Regions from separate parts of the Capra hircus genome. Here region 2 is linked to region 1. The links are chromatin contacts, called in public Hi-C maps. All regions are on one chromosome and are shown on one strand. The core of a region is the stretch at or near the end of the contact, and the rest is flanking DNA. Distances in the headings are between cores, read along the strand shown.

Region 1 (4,536 bases), core at 1,228-3,727:
TCACCCATCTTTGCCTGCTTGCGCGCAAAATCTCCGCCCGGCGCGGGGAGGTTGGCGGGGCGGTACCAGTCCGGAATTTTTCCCCGCCTGGGTAATTAACCAAGGTTTCCCCCAGGACCAGCGTGCCTCCCACCAACCCGACCGCCTCTTCTACCCCCCTGTCTGCTGGATAGAGTGGGGGCCTGGACACGCGGGGTCCCTCTTTCCCCGGAATGGGTTGGGGGGACGGCCGCGGACCCCCCAGCCCCAGGGAGGCAGCCCCGCCTAATCCGCGCTGGGAGATCCCGGCGGCGGCGGCGGCCGGCAGCGTGCGAGAAAGGGGCCGGGCGGCGGGGCCGGCGGCTCCCCGTGGGAGCCGGGACAAAGCCCCAGCTGCGGCTTTTGTGCCCTTTTCAGACGGCGTTTGTTCCAATTACCTCCGGCTCGGCCGCCATATGGGCGGAGGCGGCGCGCTCCGCGCGGGGGCCGAGGCCCTCGCTGGCTAGCCGGCTCGCTACGGACCGTGGCCGTCCCCCATCGCCGTCCCTTAGGGGCCCCAAATTCGCCGCTTCCAACCTTTCTCTTCACTTACGGGGAGAATGGAATGAGCGGTTTTTAAAAAGTAATTGGCGACCGTTTTGGCTGTTGCCTAAACCGTCTCCAAGCCCGCCTCCAGACACTCCCCGTTTGGACTGATGTCAAGGAGGGTTTGGGGAGGGAAGGGGGCAGCAGGGGGAGTCCAGCACTCGCCCCGGCGACAGACCCCGGCCCTAAACAGGAGGCGTGGGTTTGCTGAAGAGACTTCGGCTTACGGACGCGCTGGTTTTCCCTCCGCCCAAAGCGGGTTATTGTCAAGGGTGCTCCTTTCGTGGGGTCCCACGCCCCAGTCTTTCAGGGGACAACCCGAGGTGGAGGGAAAGAGGCTCTGTCCTCTGTTCGAAAGGGTTTAGGGAAGGGGGCTTTAGGAGGAGGTCACGGAATTGACTCAGAAACACTTTGTCGAGAAATGGGCGGGCGTGTAATCTGGAGTCACTGCGCTCCCCGAATTTGTCGGCAAAATTCGAATTTGTGCATTTTTCCGCCGAGAGAACCAATAGCTATCACCAGATTGGTAAAAGGGCTGAATGTCCCCAAAATGCCCCAAAACTTTGGGAGTCTTGGCAACCCCACCCCGGCGGATACAGCTTTACCCCAAGGCGCAGGGATCTCTAGACTTGGCCCGGCGAGTGTTTTTTTTATCGTCCCCCCCCCACCCACCCACCCCCGCCTCTCCAAATCTCTGGGGCTGAGCTTTTTCCATTCCTGGCCAGGTGAGGCCGAGGCAACCGATCGGAGCCCCGAGGGGGTGCAGCGCGGGGAAAGGGAGGGCTCTGAGGCCGCCTGGCATGGTCCGCGGCCAAGTTTCGGCGGCCGGGGCCGAACTCGCCAGCGCCACTGTGCTCCGGCTGCGCTTCTCGCAGGCTGGGTCGACGCCGCATCGCAACCATTTCACCTTCAGTTCTCTTTCCGCCGTCTCTGCCTCCCTGCCCTGCTCCTCTCCCGGGTCTCTCAGCTCCTGGGTCTCTCAGCCCCCGGGTCTCTGGCCCTCTGTCTGACTCATCTTTCGCGTCCCTGGACGCCTCTGTCTCTCCCCACCTTCCATCTTGTTCCTGGGTCTCTCCCCGGGTTTTTTTCTGCGTCTCTAACCACACAGCCGCCTCAGCTTTCCCTTTCCGGCTCCTGCACTATCTCTGTTTAACTTGAATAACCTCAGCCGTGGGTTCAGTGACTGAATCTCTCTTCTTGCCTCCCCACGGACTCTGGGTCTGGGGTGTCTACTCGCGTGCTGTCCTACCGATCTCTCCCTGCCTCTTTATCTGGTATTGTCCAGTGCCTCTCGCTCTCTAGCCAGCTCTAAGGCACTGTCTGGAATCCTCTGTCTGTTGCGCTTCCCCCGTGACCTCTGTCTCTCCGTCTCTGTATCAGGGAACCTCTGATGTTGAAAGGTGTGTGTCCTTCATCGTCCCTGAGTCTCTCCCAGCTCCTGAGGCTGTAGCCTTTGCGTCTCACTGGTTGTCTGTCTCCCCAGCACGAACTCGAAGTCTGGTCTTCCGCCCTCTGGCCTGCCTCTCCACGGGCGTGGTCCCCGTGAACGTCCTGTCCCGCCAGCCCCAGCCGCATCTGCACCTCTCTGCCCTTGGGCTCCCTGGGTCCCCTCCCCCGGATCTCCTCCCCCAGGCCCCGTGAGTCTTTCCTCAGCGACCTCCCCGCCTCTCACTCTCCCCTCTGCCGCCCTGTCCCCTCCGCAGACTACCAAGGAGACTACTACGCGCCGGGAGGCAACTATGACTTCTTCGCGCACGGCCCGCCGTCGCAGGCGCAGTCCCCGGCCGATTCGAGCTTTCTGGCCGCCTCGGGGCCCGGCTCAACGCCGCTGGGCGCGCTGGAGCCGCCGATCGCCGGCCCGCACGCCGCCGACAACCCCAGGTTCACCGACATGATCTCGCACCCGGACACGCCGAGCCCGGAGCCGGGCCTGCCCGGCTCGCTGCACCCCATGCCGGGCGAGGTGTTCAGCGGCGGCCCTAGCCCCCCCTTCCCCATGAGCGGCACCAGCGGCTACAGCGGACCCCTGTCGCACCCCAACCCTGAGCTCAACGAGGCTGCCGTATGGTAAGGCCACCGGGCCGGGCCACCCCCCCGCGCTTGGCCCCGGGGACCCGCCCGGCCGGCCCCCGCCCCCACCCCCCGACTTCACCCCGGACGCAGCCTCCCTAAACCAAAACGCCCAGCGTGGACACAGCTCGCTCTCTCCCGAGTCCGAACTCAACCGGCAGCTGCTTCTCGGCTGGGCGCGAAGGAGGAGGACCGACCCCGCCCCCCATCTCCATCCTCTCACCGCGGCCTCTCCGGGAACCCCCTGCCAGCGTCTCCCGGCAGCTGCGAGCTATTTCTTGGGACTAAAGTGTTAACTCCGAAGGGTCAAGAGATTTCAAGCACGCTCTAGGCTTCCCCCGACCTCTCCCCCAACCCACACACCACCTCTTTGGACCAAGAGAGGGCTGAAGCCAACGGATGGAGACGGTTTCTTTTTTCCCCCCTCCCTGGAATCCGACTGGCATTTTGTAATCGTATTTCTCACTCTGCTTTCCCGTCTTTAAAAAAAAAAAAGATAAGAAAAAGAGAGATTGAAAGGAGTGAGGAAAGGGAGCAGAATGAGTTAGAAGATGGAGAGAGAGCCAGCAGAGAGATGGAGACTGAGAAACAGGTTTGAATGGGGTGCGGGTAGGGTTGGGGGGTGGGGGGGGGGTCACTGGAAGACAGCTCCACCTGTGCGTTTGCGCCCCCTGGTGGTCAACCTCGATGATCACGGTCAGCTTTTCTAGGAAGAGATGGGAACCGTCCGGACATGGCCAGCCCAGGGCCAGACCCCCACCTCTTCCTTCCTTTGACATTTATTTTGAACCCGGGGGTCCAGGCCAGATTCGAACACTTGCCCATCCTGGGCTCCCGCTTGGGCAAGGCGCCAAGATTTCTGGGCTCTGGGCCACAGACCACCCTCCGTGCCCAGGTCCTTGGAGGCTGGGCGGTCAGGATGTACAGTATTATACTTTTTTGGAAGTTGAACGCTTCTAGTTTCCTTATTTTGTATAAAGAAGAAACAAATAAAGTATGTTTTTGTGTTTACTGTTTATTTATTGTACACTAGTTATCTGGGGTTGGACATTTTTATATTTTTAAGAGGAGGGTGGGCAGAGTTGGGGAGGGGAGCCAGAAAGAGGTTTACCTAAAAAAAAAAAAAGTAAAAAAAAACCACCGAAAAAATCAACTTTTTTAAAAAGATTAATAAAAAATTCTTTTTTCCCTCCTTGCTGTGTGGTTTCCTTTTTTTTTTTTTCTTTCCTTTTTTCCTCTGTCTTCAGTCACTCTGAATTAATGGAACTATTCTGGTTCTTGTTTCTGACATAAAACAGACTTGATGGATGCAAAGACCTCTCATCTAGCAGGGTGATGGGAGGGGTTCTTTTGGCAACTAACAGGTAAGGAAGATGCCTGCCATTTTTTTTTTTTTTTTTGACAGCTACGATGTGCCAATAGTATCTCCCCCAGTTTTATGTAATACCCTGATCTAACACAAGCCAGCCTGGCACATAGTAGGCCTTCAAAATATTTGATGACTGAATGGATGTGTGACTTGTTTATCACCAGAGCAATTAGAGCTTCACTCATTACTCCTCTGGGTAATTCCAGATGGCAAAAACAAAACCAAACAGACAAAAAGCAGGTTGGGACTTGCCAGGCAGTCCAGTGGTTAAGACTCCACATCTCCACTTCAGGGGTCGTAGGTGCGATCCCTGGTCAGAGAACTAAGATCCCACATGCCTAGTGGCACAGACAAAAAAAAAAAAAGCAGGCTGGTAGGTCCAGTGCTGCAAGGCTGTGTTAGGACCGAAATGCCCGCAGGGAGAACAAGGCTGCTCGTCCTGCAATTCTTAACACAGTGTCTGCTTGGATCCTTTGGTAAATCAGCATGGTGGAAGGGAGTTCTTGAGGAGATTTAACGGGTCTGAGGCAAGT
Region 2 (4,536 bases), core at 1,228-3,727, 330 kb before region 1:
AGACAAGCTGGGCCAGGAAACCAGACCCAGTTTCAGACAAAGCCAGCAGCCTGTAAGGGTCAGAGGCAGGGGGAGATGTCCAGGTTCAAGGGAACCCGTCCAGTCCATTTTGACGGGCAAGTTTTGTGGGCTTATCCTACCAGGCGTGATCACCGCTCACCGAGTGTTGGGCTCCGCACCGTGCTTTCCTGTGCTGTTATCTTTTTTTTAAAGCAGCAGAGCAGCGCTGCAAAGGAGGGGTGCTGTTATCCCTTCTGTACCCAGAGGGACACTGGAGACCTAGAGAGATGAGGTTTCCAGCCCAGGACCACACGGCTGAGCTGAAAGTGGGGTGTCCTTGGTCTGACCCAGAGCCCTGGCTTGGACCCGCACCTCTCTGGGCCTTGAACCATGAACCGCACCTCCTTAATCCTTCTCTTGGGTCTTGAAGAAGTTACCATCCCCCAGATCATTTTAGTAGAACTGCCATCCTGTGAGGGTGTGTCGTTTGTGCCAGGCACTGCGCTAGGTGCTGGGCGCAGAGCCGTGTCAGGAGAGACGGGCTCCTGGTCACGAAGGACCAGGAAAGAAAGTGACAGGGACGGACAGTGACACACTCAAGGGGTGCAAGCTGGAGTGCAGGGCTGTGGGGGAGTGTGGTCTGGTTCTTGAGACCACCTGTTGAGAGGCAGCAGCTCCCCTGCCCTCCCCAGTGCCCGGGGGGACCCTGCCCGTGAGCTGGGGGCAGCAGCTTCTGGGCGGAGGCAGTGTTGGCCTGGGCACTTCCTGGAGGCCACCAGCCTTCCATCTGGGCTTCGCTGCACCAGAGCCCAGCCTCTGAAACCTAGCCTGACGGGTGCCCAAAGACCCTGCAGATCACGCCTCCGCAGGATTGTCCTCTGGGCCAATTCAAGGCTCGCCCTTTAGAAAAGTCAGGGAGGTGGGACCTCCCTGGTGGTTCAGTGGTTAAGACTTCCCCTTCCAGGGCAGAGGGGTGTGGTTCAGTCAGGAAGCTGAGATGCCACCTCAAGGCCTGAAAACTAGAAGATAAACAACAGAAGCAACATTGTAACAAGTTCAATAGAGAATTTTTAAATGGTTCACATCAAAAAAAAAAAAAGTAAAAAGTAAATGGAGTAGCACTTCCCAGGTCCCTCTCTGTTGCCCCCTTTCTGGACCTCAGTTTCCCTCGGCATGAAATAGCAGTCTTCATACTGCTGGTAACGTGTGCTGTGAATTTTGATAATGATGCCACAATAATAATCACTAGTGTTTATCCCTATCATGAAGCAGACTTTTGGAGCCCGACCTCTGCGCCAGGCACTGTGGGCTGAAGTGCTTTGGCTCTTTACAGCCCTGCAGAATGCTTGTCGTCATCGTCTCCAGTAAAGAAACCAGCTCCGGAGCCCAGAGTCCTACCACTGGGTCGTCAGAGGCTCAGGCTGGCACCCGGCTCCCTCACCACGTGGCTGCCTCGAGGGCTGTTAAAAGGATTAAGTGAGATTATGCATGTGGGGCACTTAATACAGCGCCGGGTATGGAGCGGGTAGTTAATCAGTGTTCGCTGTGGTTATTAAACAGCACAAAGCTGGTGGCTTCAGGCTGGGAACCCAAGGCAGGGCTGACTCAAGACAGAGCCTGTGTCTTTGACAGCAGTGCCAAATCCTTGGAAGTTTTCTGCAGTATGTCCTTTTTTTAAAATTTTTTATTTATTTTATTTTTGACTGGCTTTTCTGTAATTGTGGAGAGCCAAGGGCTCTTTTCGAGTCGCGGTGCGTGGCCTTCTCGCTGTGGTGGCTTCTCCTGTGGAGCGTGAGCTCTAGGCCACGTGGGCTCAGTAGTTGTGGTTTCGGGGCTCTAGCTCACCGGGCTCATAGTTGTGGCCCATGGGCTTCGTTGCTCTGTGGCATGAGAGTCGCTCCCAGACCAGGGATCGAACCCCTGTCTCCTGTCAAGTGGGCGTCCCCGCTGCTCTCTGGGTTGGCTCTGGGTTTGGTCTGTGGTTCACTGTGGAGGCCACAGGCTCCTGGTCTGTAGATGGTTCCCAGTAAATGTGTGCTGAGCACCTGGATTTAACTGCAAAGCCTTCCTCTGTGGGATCTGACAAAGACAGGGCATGAGACGCAGAGAGGTTAAGGAGTTTGCCCAGGGTCACACAGCTCTGCAGCGGCACAGCCGGGTGGCTCTCACTCTAGACGCCCCCTCCCTCACCTCCCCTGAGGTCAGGATGTCAGGTGGCAGAGATGCAGCCACCTCCTCGGGCAGGCTGGGCCTTCGGCCCCAGGCTGCAGATGGACGCTTTTTCATCTGAGCGGTTTTTTCCCTTCCTCAGAGGTGCGAACCACCTGCCAGGGGTGTGAATGGGTGAGTTCACAACAGGTGTCTAGAGGCCCTAATTACTTGGCTTGCATCGCCCGCTTTGTGGACGGCGTCCATCCGTCCCCGGCCCCCTCGCCTCCTCATTTCCTCTTGCAGTGACACGGTGACCGCGACCGGGACCGTGGAGGGAAGGCCCAACACAGCTGGCCCGCTGAGTTCCTCTCTGGCGCTCCCCCCAACCCCTGTCTCCCCTTGCCCAAGGGCGGGGTCACTGCCGGTTTAACTCCTGGTGGTCTGCAGTACCTTTCCAGAAGCTTCGAGCCCTGTCATCTGCTCTCCACAGACTCCTGGGAAGATGCCTGGGGCCACTTCCCCTTCACCAGGAAGAAGCCCTGCAAAAAACAGCTCAGGCGGTTCGAGAGAGCCAGCCTGGACCAGTCCTGAAGGCGGGGTGGGGAGAAAACCCTCAGCCAGGTTCCGAAGGGAGTGGGGTGAGGAGGGCACAGCTGTCCCCAGGTTCCCCCTCCACCCACCCCTGTCATCTCCTCCCTGCAGAGCGACCCTGAGAAGAAGGCTCTGCATCCGCTGATGAGACCTGGCCGTGCCCGTTCATTGTTTCATCCACAGCTGCTCTCACCTGCAGCAGCGTCAGGTGACCGAGGCAAGGTCCACAAGGTTATGGACTACTGTCCATCCGGCCCTTCACGGGGAAAGTTTGCTGAGCCCTGGACTAAGGAGATCGTGGGGCCTGCGGGAAGACGGGGCATGCCCTAAGGGGCTTTGTTTCTGTCTTCTAGTTTTAATAATACACGGAAAGTAGTTTTTTCTTCCCCCTCTTATAAAAAAGACAAACGTGACGGGTAATGCTAGAGCCCTGCTGACCCCTCTGAAGACAGGATGTGAGGTCTCAGCTCAAGGAATTGCAGTGTCCATTTCTGCAAACCGCACCCACGCCGTTTTTTTCATCAGGGTATCTCTGCTTCTCCACTTTGCTGGGCTTTTTTGTTTGTGTGCTTGCTTTGTTATAGGACCGTTTTTTTATGAGCAGTTTTTGGTTTACAGCCAAATTGAGAGGCAGGTTTAGACCGTTCCCATGTACCCCTGGCCCCACCTATATGTACACGGCCTCCCGAACTAGCAGCGTCCCCACAAGAGTGGGACAATTGGACTCAATGACTGTGTGGTCTGCGGTGTTTTGTCTTATTTGAATAACAAATGCTCCTGGGAACATTCTTGTGTATGTCGGTAGCCGTGTGCGTGTTTTTCTGTAGGGTGTACCCATCGGAGTGGAGTTGCTGGGTCATGGGTGAGCATATGTCAGCTTCAGTAAACATTACTCAGATGGTTTCCAAATCAGTTCTATCAGGTTCCACTTCCAGCTGCCCACTGACCTCGCCAACACTTGATAGTGTCTGTCTTTCTCTTTTTAGGCATATCTGGTGCGTATATAGTAGCATCATCACATGATTTTAATTTGTGCTTCCCTGATGGCTAAGGAAATCAAATCCCTTTTCATACTTTTATGGTGATTTGATTACATTGTTGTTCAGTTGCTAAGTCACATCTGATTCTATGACCCCACGGACTGCAGTGCACCAGGCTTCCCTGTCCTTCACCATGTCCCAAAGTTTGCTCACACTCATGTCCGTTGACTTGGTGACACCATCCAACCATCTCATCCTCTGCCTCCCTCTTCTCCTGCCTTGAATCTTTCCCAGCATCAGAGTCTTTTCCTGTGAGTTGGCTCTTCACTTCAGGTGGCCAAAGCATTGGAACTCCAGCTTGAATATACCCTTGTGGAATGTCTATTCAAATCTTTTGCCCATTTTTTAAAAATTGGGTTGTCTGATTTTTTAAATTACTTTCTTAGTTACTTTTTACATAATTATGCATATTCTGGATTCCAGTCCTTTGGTGGACGTAGGATTGCATGCCCTTCCTCTCCTATTCTGTGGGTAGCTTAGCAGTATCCCTGGATGAACTGAGTTTGTTAATTTCAAACATTGTCGATTTGTCATTTCTTCCCCTTCTTGGTTAGAACTTTCTGGGTCCTGTTTAAGAAAATGGTGCCTCCTCCAAGCTCACGAAGACGGCCTCCTATGTTTTCCTCTGAAATCTTTGACCCTTCGTAGTTATGCAATCCATCTGGAATTGATTTTTGTGTATGGCGTGAGGTAGAGATCAAGGGACATTTTTTTCCCCCACATGGATATTCAGTCGGCCCAGCATCATTTATTG

What was found. A called contact is a pair of places that touch in the nucleus more often than the background predicts.
Region 2: a contact with region 1 is called in a Hi-C map of blood, with 4 times the contacts expected there. The contact joins two enhancer-like sites. A contact is called at or near these places in 2 of 5 Hi-C or Micro-C datasets (both in blood).

Annotation. Positions count from the first base shown.
Region 1 is chr17:10,163,337-10,167,872 of ARS1.2, reverse strand. It overlaps LHX5 (LIM/homeobox protein Lhx5), which reads left to right. Exons shown (of 5, transcript XM_018061183.1): 5 at 2,268-3,116. The coding sequence ends at 2,635. Among named protein-coding and RNA genes, the nearest start is that of LHX5, 8.5 kb to the left of the region's middle. Within about 2 kb of position 2,477, at least 1 of the 5 cell types and tissues checked has an H3K27ac peak or open chromatin away from gene starts, as enhancers often do.
Region 2 is chr17:10,489,957-10,494,492 of ARS1.2, reverse strand. All of the region lies in intron 21 of RBM19 (probable RNA-binding protein 19), which reads left to right. Among named protein-coding and RNA genes, the nearest start is that of RBM19, 42 kb to the left of the region's middle. Within about 2 kb of position 2,477, at least 1 of the 5 cell types and tissues checked has an H3K27ac peak or open chromatin away from gene starts, as enhancers often do.